Regions from separate parts of the Mus musculus genome. Here region 1 is linked to region 2. Evidence: chromatin contacts called from public HiCAR-type data. All regions are on one chromosome and are shown on one strand. The core of a region is the stretch at or near the end of the contact, and the rest is flanking DNA. Distances in the headings are between cores, read along the strand shown. Region 1 holds the start of Chdh (choline dehydrogenase). Region 2 holds the start of Arhgef3 (Rho guanine nucleotide exchange factor (GEF) 3).

Region 1 (3,977 bases), core at 931-3,430, 2.7 Mb before region 2:
TTGCCATACATCCATGTGAAATAGCCAAGCCTTCTTTACTTCTGTGGCCCTGCCTCTGGTGGCCAGGCTTAGGCATGTAAGCAGGTGGGTCCACTCCAGCTGGTTATCTTAGAAGCCAAATGTTCAATCAACTTGCATCACTCTGGGGGTAAGGAGGGCACTTGTGGCAAGTTAGAGTCCTGAAGACAGGCAGGTACAGGCTCTTCGCCCAGCTATAACCCCGTCTGTAGCTGCAGGGCCTTGCTTGCATATTGTTCCACTGCACATGGGCCACGGGATACATGCCCCTGACCCAGAGACAGGGCAGTGTCCTCTCTAAGCCTGTCATCACTGGCCTTGGAGGTGGGTTGGTGGCACTTCTCAGGCAGTGTTCGGAGGCTGTCCTGGCATCCTTGCCTGAGTATTCTCCCATATCTTCCACCCCTTTCTACCCCCTTCACCCAACTCTTCCTCTCTCCTTTGCCACCAGATTCTTCTCCGGGATAAGAAACCCAACTAGCTGCCCTGAGCCATTTCTCAAAACAAGCCAATCAAGTACCCAATTCCTTATGTTTGTCCCACCTCCCCTTGCCAAGGTCAGGAGAGGTCGCTCCAGTTTCTGTGTGCATGTGACATCAAGAACTTTCCTGCCCGCCTTTCTGTCTCAGGGGCCAAGAAATGGCTGACTTGTCCCTGGACCTGACCTCTCTATCCCTGCTGTCCCAAAGCCCCTTGCCTTTTGCCTTGAGCTGACTACAGCAGGCTGTGTTCTGCCAGAGCAGCCCAGGGACTGGCACTCAGCTACTCACCGAGTAAACACGTGTTGGCAATCGGCTGTGACTTGCTCAGCTGAGAGGGAGTGCTCTCTACTTGCTCTGCACAGCCCCATGGGCTGTTTTTCAAAACTGGAAACTGATTGTTATCTAAACATCTGCCTGGCTCCTCAGCCCCATAGGGCAAAGTTCTCAGATAGAAGCTGGAAAACAAGGCCGTCTCCATTTTGTCTTCCCACCAGGGCAGGTACTCTGGCCTTGCATGTTCCTGTCACAGTGCTCAGCTCCATGCCAAGAGCATGCACCTTTGCACCCTGGTAGCAGGCAAGGGTTTACCGGTCAGAAAGGCTGCTATGAAAGCTTATTGTTCCCAGGAACCACTGAGCCTGAACGGCTCGCTGAGGTTGAGTGGGAGCCCAGGATGGCCCAGTTCCAGGCGAGGGTGGGGCTACAACCTCCCTTCTGTCAATCTCCTTGGTCAGGCACCAGAACAAGTTTCTCAGGAAACTATTCCTTGCAATCCAACAGAGGCTAGGGACGGAGCCTTCTCCAGGTGAATCAAAACCAGAATCTTCACCTGAAGTCTGTCTCACTGATGAATTTAGTCTGTATCCCAGTCGGGCTTCAGCAAATACAGCCACTTGACTCCACCCAACCTCTTAGCAGGGAGAAGCAGGACTTGTGCCTGAAGCTCTCTCCAATTCCACTGTCTACGTGTCTGGTGAGCCCAGCTCTGCTAACGATATAGGAAGGGCTGAAGCAGCAGAATTCCAGGCTCTGTAGCCCTTTCTCTAACCCCAAATGATACTGGGCTATCCCCCTCTCAAGCCATTTCATCTCAAAAGGATGGTCCCTGGCCCACCTTCCCAAAATTAAGGTCCGAGAGGTGGTGGAGAGTCGGGCAGATCTCACTCAGGCAGAAGCAGCACTGCCAAATGTCAGAACCTTAGCTCGGAACCCACAGTGCTGAGACACCAGCTTCGGGACCCCAGATGTAACCGCCAGGCCTCATTCTATAGGAGTACACTTAACCAGAAAGCCTGAGAGGCCAGGGGTGGAGATTCCTATCACTGTTACCTTGTAACTGTTAAGTTCCTGTCGCTAGTTCTCTCAAAACCCAGAAGGTTTCAGTGGCTTGAGCCCCTCCGCTTCAGGTCCTCACCCAGCCTAGGACCTGAAAAGCTAGCTACTCACCCGGGACAACTCCGCACCTGGGCCAGGACGCGAAGGACAGGAGCCAGGAGAGCCGAGAAGGCAGTGGCCGCTGATCCTCGCCCGCTGCTCTTTAACTGGCGTCCCGGGAGTGCCGCGAGCTGCTCCGTCTGGCTCCAGGCGCGGGTGCGGTCGCCCCACCTGGCCTGCGGCACACACCTGTGCGCGGGGCTCGACACGCCCCGCGCCTGCTGGAGCTTCAGTCCTCCCGGGCCTGAGTCATTCGCACCCCGCCTACCCCCGCGAGCCCCGAGGGCGACAAGGCGGCCACTTTACTGTCTTGGGACCAGGCCAGCGCCGGCTTGGGCAGGGCGGTACTGTGGGAGGCGGAGCCCGGAGAACTGCGGCGGGCGCCTGGATAAGAGGACCCTGGACCTCTGGCCCCAGCTCCGCGTGGTGGTGGGCGGTGGCCAGTGGCCGGGCCATGTTGCTAGTGTTGCTGATCTTGGCTGCATCGTGCAGGAGCGCCCTGCCTCGAGAGCCGGTAAGCATCCCCCTCCATTGTGGGCACCCTTTCGGTTCCCATCCGTTTAGCTGAACCCTGACAAGCGACAAGCGCCTGAAAACCTGCCAGCTCAACTGTCAAGGAATTGTCCATGAACCATCCTTAGAAAGGGGCCAGTTTGCACCCCTGAGCTAACCGCGATGGGTCTTGAACTCACACCACCCATCTATTGCCATCCTGGAAGGTATCAGTTGTCAGACTGCTTCCCAGGGGAATGAGGTTTAGAACTGTCACAGATGCCACCTGGGCATTTGAGTCGTAGTATTCTCCTCAAAAAGAAAAAGGGTGGTACTCAACTCACACAGGTATGCCTTGTCCTGGGTTAATGATGACAAACAAGACAGTACTGCTTACATCTGTGCTGCCCACCTCTTGGGTCAACAGACAGCCTGCATCAGTTTGCTTGCTTGCTTTTCCTTTCTGTCTAGGGCCATGTTAACTCCTGAAGGCAGCTTTCCTTTCTTCTCCAGTCCCCATGAATGAAAGAATCTTTCTAGGAGGGAAAAGCGCATCCTCAACAAGGCATTCAGATGCAAGCCCTGCTCTCTTCACACATTGGAAGGCATCCTTGGTGACTGTGGAAAGTCACAGCTTATTTATGGTGTCCTGAAGCCCTTGCCGTCTCTGTGCAAGAGAAAAAAACTGTCCTGGGGGCAGCTGTGAAGAACATTGAATGAACTCTGCAAAATGTAGAGCCCTCACCTGGCTTTTCCTACACACCTTGTCTTGCTCCCATTCAAGTAGAACTTGGTTCCTAGTAGGTGGCTCATTTGCTTAATAAGAGAATGTCACAAAGCAAAGGACAGTGGATGACATCATCCAAACCCCATTTGCTCCATCAAAACCTCTGCTTTCTGCCTTCACCAAGGTTTTGGAAATGAGAGAGCTGAGATCTTAAGAGTCCTTTGGGTTTGTCACATTGTGTCTTGCCACTGAAGATTACTGACAACTAAAATAAATGTTTTAGGCTCAATATACTATTTCCAAACTAGTACTCTTCCCTTTTAATGGAAACGTCAAAGGGTTTAGTAACTGGCCTTTCGTAGACAGTAGGGGGGTTTTACTTTTTTGAAAGCTGTTTTAGAAAGATGAGGTCACTGTCCCCAACGGATTTCTAAGTAGCTCAGCTGAGTTCTGGATCATTCAGAAGTATGATATGAGCTTGTGTGTGTGTGTGTGTGTGTGTCCTGCGGGCTGCAGTCATTGCTCCCCGCTTTCTTCTCCTCTTTGCATAGCCAATCTTTAATTTGAAGAAATTAATAAACATTACATGGTCCTGAAAACCAACAGTTAAGCATTAGATGATACAAGTGGCCTCACCGTGGCCCTCAGTAATCCGAGGCAGGGAAAGAAAGCATGCATGAGGCCTACCTGGTCTTCAAGGGGGTGAGCAGCTGCCAGAAAACCAGGTGTACCAATGGCTAAGCCAGGGCCCATCACAGCTACAGTGGGGCAGCTCAATTCCCCTCAAGTTGGAAAGTGCAATCAAACTAGCTCTTTTCTTTTAA
Region 2 (3,733 bases), core at 729-3,228:
CTGAAAAATACCAATATTCCCCAAAAGCACTCACCTCCCATCCTTGTTTTTACATAATTACATCCCCACAAAGGGAAAATAAGATATACTTTATTTTGTGGATCCTATTAGTAGTGAGGAAAATTAGCATAACTGTTCCTGAAATGCTACAGCACATATATATCTACAGACTATGACTAACAAGGGAAGAAGGAATAAGCAGACAGGTTCACTCAAGCCTTTACCACAGGACCCCAAAACTCAAGACAAAAAGATGAAAAAAAAAAAAAAAGCCTGGTCAGAATTCCCAGCGATTTTCACTCTTATCTTCTCTGGCCCACTTTAATGTATTAACCAAACCAGGTATGCTTTATCTCCTCCCAGGAGTTGGAGAAGCCACCAGTCCCATTGCTACTGAAAACTCATATCCATTCTAGGCTCTATCAACCTGAACTCCATGACGGTACCAAACAGATGAGAGCCCACTACACTTCCACAGCTGCTGAGACTACAAACTCTACAAATATTCAACTAGCTACGGAAAGGCCAGAGGCTTATCTTGTGCTCAGCAAACAAAAAGGAGGATCTAACCAGAATCTGGTGGAGTCCTGTTGAAGGGAGGCAATCTTGTTGGAGGAAATGGATCTCTGATGCTACCAACCCCCAAAACACACCTATACAGAATTCAGAGCGTCAAGGGCACACACCAAGCAGACCTACATGTGTTGTGTAGGTGGAATCAACAGTGCTGTGACAAGGCGGGACACACACCTGCCTCCAGCGTCACTGCCCACCCCGAGTCTCTCAGAGTGAGGCAGAGGAAAGTGGAGAACGAACACACACACACACACACACACACACACACACACACACACACACAGACACAGACACAGACAGACGACATGATGAGCTGGTCCTACGGACTCCACCACAGCAAAACTGGAGTCTGATAAGACAATTAACTGTCTTCTCTAAAACCTTGAAAAAGAATGAGAATCGTCTTCTCCCCCAACTGAACCTAACCAACTTCTAAGGGCAGTCAGCAATTTGCCAGAGACAGGACACATGGGGGTGGGAGAGGAAAGCCTAAGAAAGCCAAACTGAGAGGACTCCCTGGATTACCCAAGGGCACTGCCCCTCTCCCCGCGCCCAAGTTCCCAGAATGGGAACTGTTTCTAGCATTTCAAGTCAGCTTCCCATTCACCAACGTTTTAGCTCGTTTTCAGCAGTCATGAAGGAGAGCCTCAATTACTCATTTAGCTCAGACCCAAAATGAACGACACCCTTCCCCCAACCTCCTTTATTGGTTACTTGTGACAAGTAAAGGTGCCCTGTCCCGCCCTTGCTCTCAAACAGCTACAAAACCAAGTGTGTCTGGTGAAATGTCTGAACCGGTCCCCAAGAACTTAGCTCTCTTAACCCCGGCCGGGGACGGGGAGACATTGCTTTACGAGGCTCTCTCTCGACACCCGGGCCTTCCTAACAGGGCAGCGGGTAGGTAGGTGCCTTTGCAGGCTCTAGACAGAGACTGGGGTTCGGTCTGCCAGTCGCTCGGAAGGAAAGAAGCAGCATCAAAGATCTGCGGTTCCCGAGCTCAGGGAGCAGGGCAGCGATAGAGGACCCACAGAGAAGGCGTGAGAGGGAACACTTGAAGGGGCGATCTGGAGAAGCGCAGCACGTGGGGGAGACGGAGAGAAAGCGAGCGGTACACAGGGTGAGGTGGCAGAGAAGCCCGGAGGTGCAGGTGTGTGGAGGGCGCGTCCTACCTCGTCCTTGGCCACCCCGCTGCCCAGGGGCGCCTCCAAGCTGCAGTTTGCCCTCTTGACAGTGAGGTAGAAGGGGTAATCCTTGGCCACCATGGCGGCTGCCGGGCCTGCCCTTTGAGATGTCACCGCTAATTTCAGGCGACAACAAAAATCCCGGGTAAAAGAGGGCCCGAGCTCCACGATGCAGGCGACGGCGATGCGAACACCTACAGCTGCTTCTTGCAGAGTGGACCTGACGCCTAAGCTCCACCGGGAAGGGCGGGGCCGCTTTAAGCCATGCCCACTGAGGGAGGGCGGGTAGGCGGGACTAGAGAGGCCCACCCCGCCCTCCAAGGAGCGCCAGGTGCGAACTTACAGACGCCTCCTGAGGCTGGGGCGGTTCTGCAGACTTTGGGGACCTCAGGGGACGCTTGCGTGGAGCTGCCAGACCCCAGACCGCTACATAGCTTGTAGCAAGGAAACCAGGACCCTAGGCAAACGCTGATAGAGCAGGGGGCAAGTCCCAAGCCAGGCTCTCACTTTCCGAGGGGTTAGGGGAGGAAACCTGCGTGTGCAGGGTTTCTCTACATCTCTGGCTGTCCTGGATACATTTTACTAAAAATAAGCTTTAGTAGGTAAAAGCAGTCCAAACAGTAAAATGCACCCATTTTAAGTGCAGTTCAAAAAGCACCGTGAAACCAAGCTCCAAAGCTGAGAGACAAATACTTTCCACCACGCAGTACGGAAGGAACGGAGTCCCCTCTAACCATCCCCTCTCCTCCCCCACCACACAGGCCCCTACACCTACAGCCTACACCCACGCTGGACTGATTCAGTCTGTTTCCAGCTTAGAGCGAAGACCACGCTTTTGGGGATCTTTTCTGGGGAAACACTGACGTTTTAAATGCCCAAGAAGTAATTACAAGATCGTTGCTGCAGCCCAGACCAACCTATAAAAAAAAACCAAACACACACACACACACACACACACACACACAAAACCCCAACAACAACAACAAACAAAAAACAAAACGAAACAAAACAAACAAAACCCTAAAAACAATGGTAACAGTCTTTAGTAAGAGTATTTAAGTAAGCTTTTCTAATTATAGAACACCACCCCATAGAGATCAGAGAGGAGAAGGGTCTATGGGTGTGAAACTGAAAGAGTTCCTTTATGTTGGCCTCAGTTGGAAAATAATTGCAAAAGGCTGGGAATGCCGGGCTTTGGGAGAATAGTTATCAAGTGTGAGGCTGTGAGTTCGATTCCTAGTATCCAATGTGTAACAATTCGGAACAAAGCAGTACACAGTTTGTGTTCAAAACACAGCTACAAAAGAGTTTTTCTTTCTTTTCTTTTCTTTTCTGTCCTTTTCTTTTGTTCTTTCTTTCTTTTTTCTCTCTTTCTCTCTTTTTTCTTTTCTTTTCTTTTTTTTTTTTTTTTTGATATTCTCTATAAAGATATACTTGGAGGTCAACAACATTGAATGTCTAGAAGAATCTGAGACAAGCTTACACTCTCCCTGGTGGCAGAGGAGAAACATCTGGGATAGAAAAGGTTAGTAATAGTGGACAAAGAGGCTTTACAGTTACAGTAACAATTTTCAACATCTTAAAAGAAAAATATATTCACATCACCCTGGGAAAAAAAGATTCATTTTTTTTAAGTTATCATTTCCTCCAAATAACATTTCTTAAACTTTGCTATAGTATCTTTCTCTCCTCCCGTGAAAGGTCTGCATACGGAGGGTGTTGTTACAGAGAGGTACTGAGTCTTGGTTTTGCTTCTGGGGTGTGAAGGAGGCAGTGTGATGAAGAAATATAGACCTGCTTCCAGATGAGGTCAGGACCCAGCAGTTCCTACTTTTCCTGGCAGGAAACTGCTTAACCTGCAGATCTTCCACCTCAGGTACCAAATCCACACTCTGGCACTAAACCCACTCATTATCTTGCCTGACTAGATAGCAGACAGACAGACAGACTGCCTCTGGAGTCAAGAAGGAGTGTAT

What was found. HiCAR-type assays count read pairs that join an accessible place to other places.
Region 1: a contact with region 2 is called in a HiCAR-type map of astrocytes, with 3 times the contacts expected there. The contact joins the promoter of Chdh here to the promoter of Arhgef3 in region 2.

What each region holds. Positions count from the first base shown.
Region 1 is chr14:30,007,203-30,011,179 of GRCm38.p6, reverse strand. Chdh (choline dehydrogenase) reads right to left here and starts at 2,180. Exons shown (of 8, transcript NM_001136240.1): 1 at 1,947-2,180. Il17rb (interleukin 17 receptor B) reads left to right here and starts at 2,284. Exons shown (of 11, transcript NM_019583.3): 1 at 2,284-2,448. The coding sequence starts at 2,389.
Region 2 is chr14:27,334,282-27,338,014 of GRCm38.p6, reverse strand. It overlaps Arhgef3 (Rho guanine nucleotide exchange factor (GEF) 3), which reads right to left and starts at 1,978. Exons shown (of 10, transcript NM_001289687.1): 1 at 1,746-1,978. The coding sequence starts at 1,838.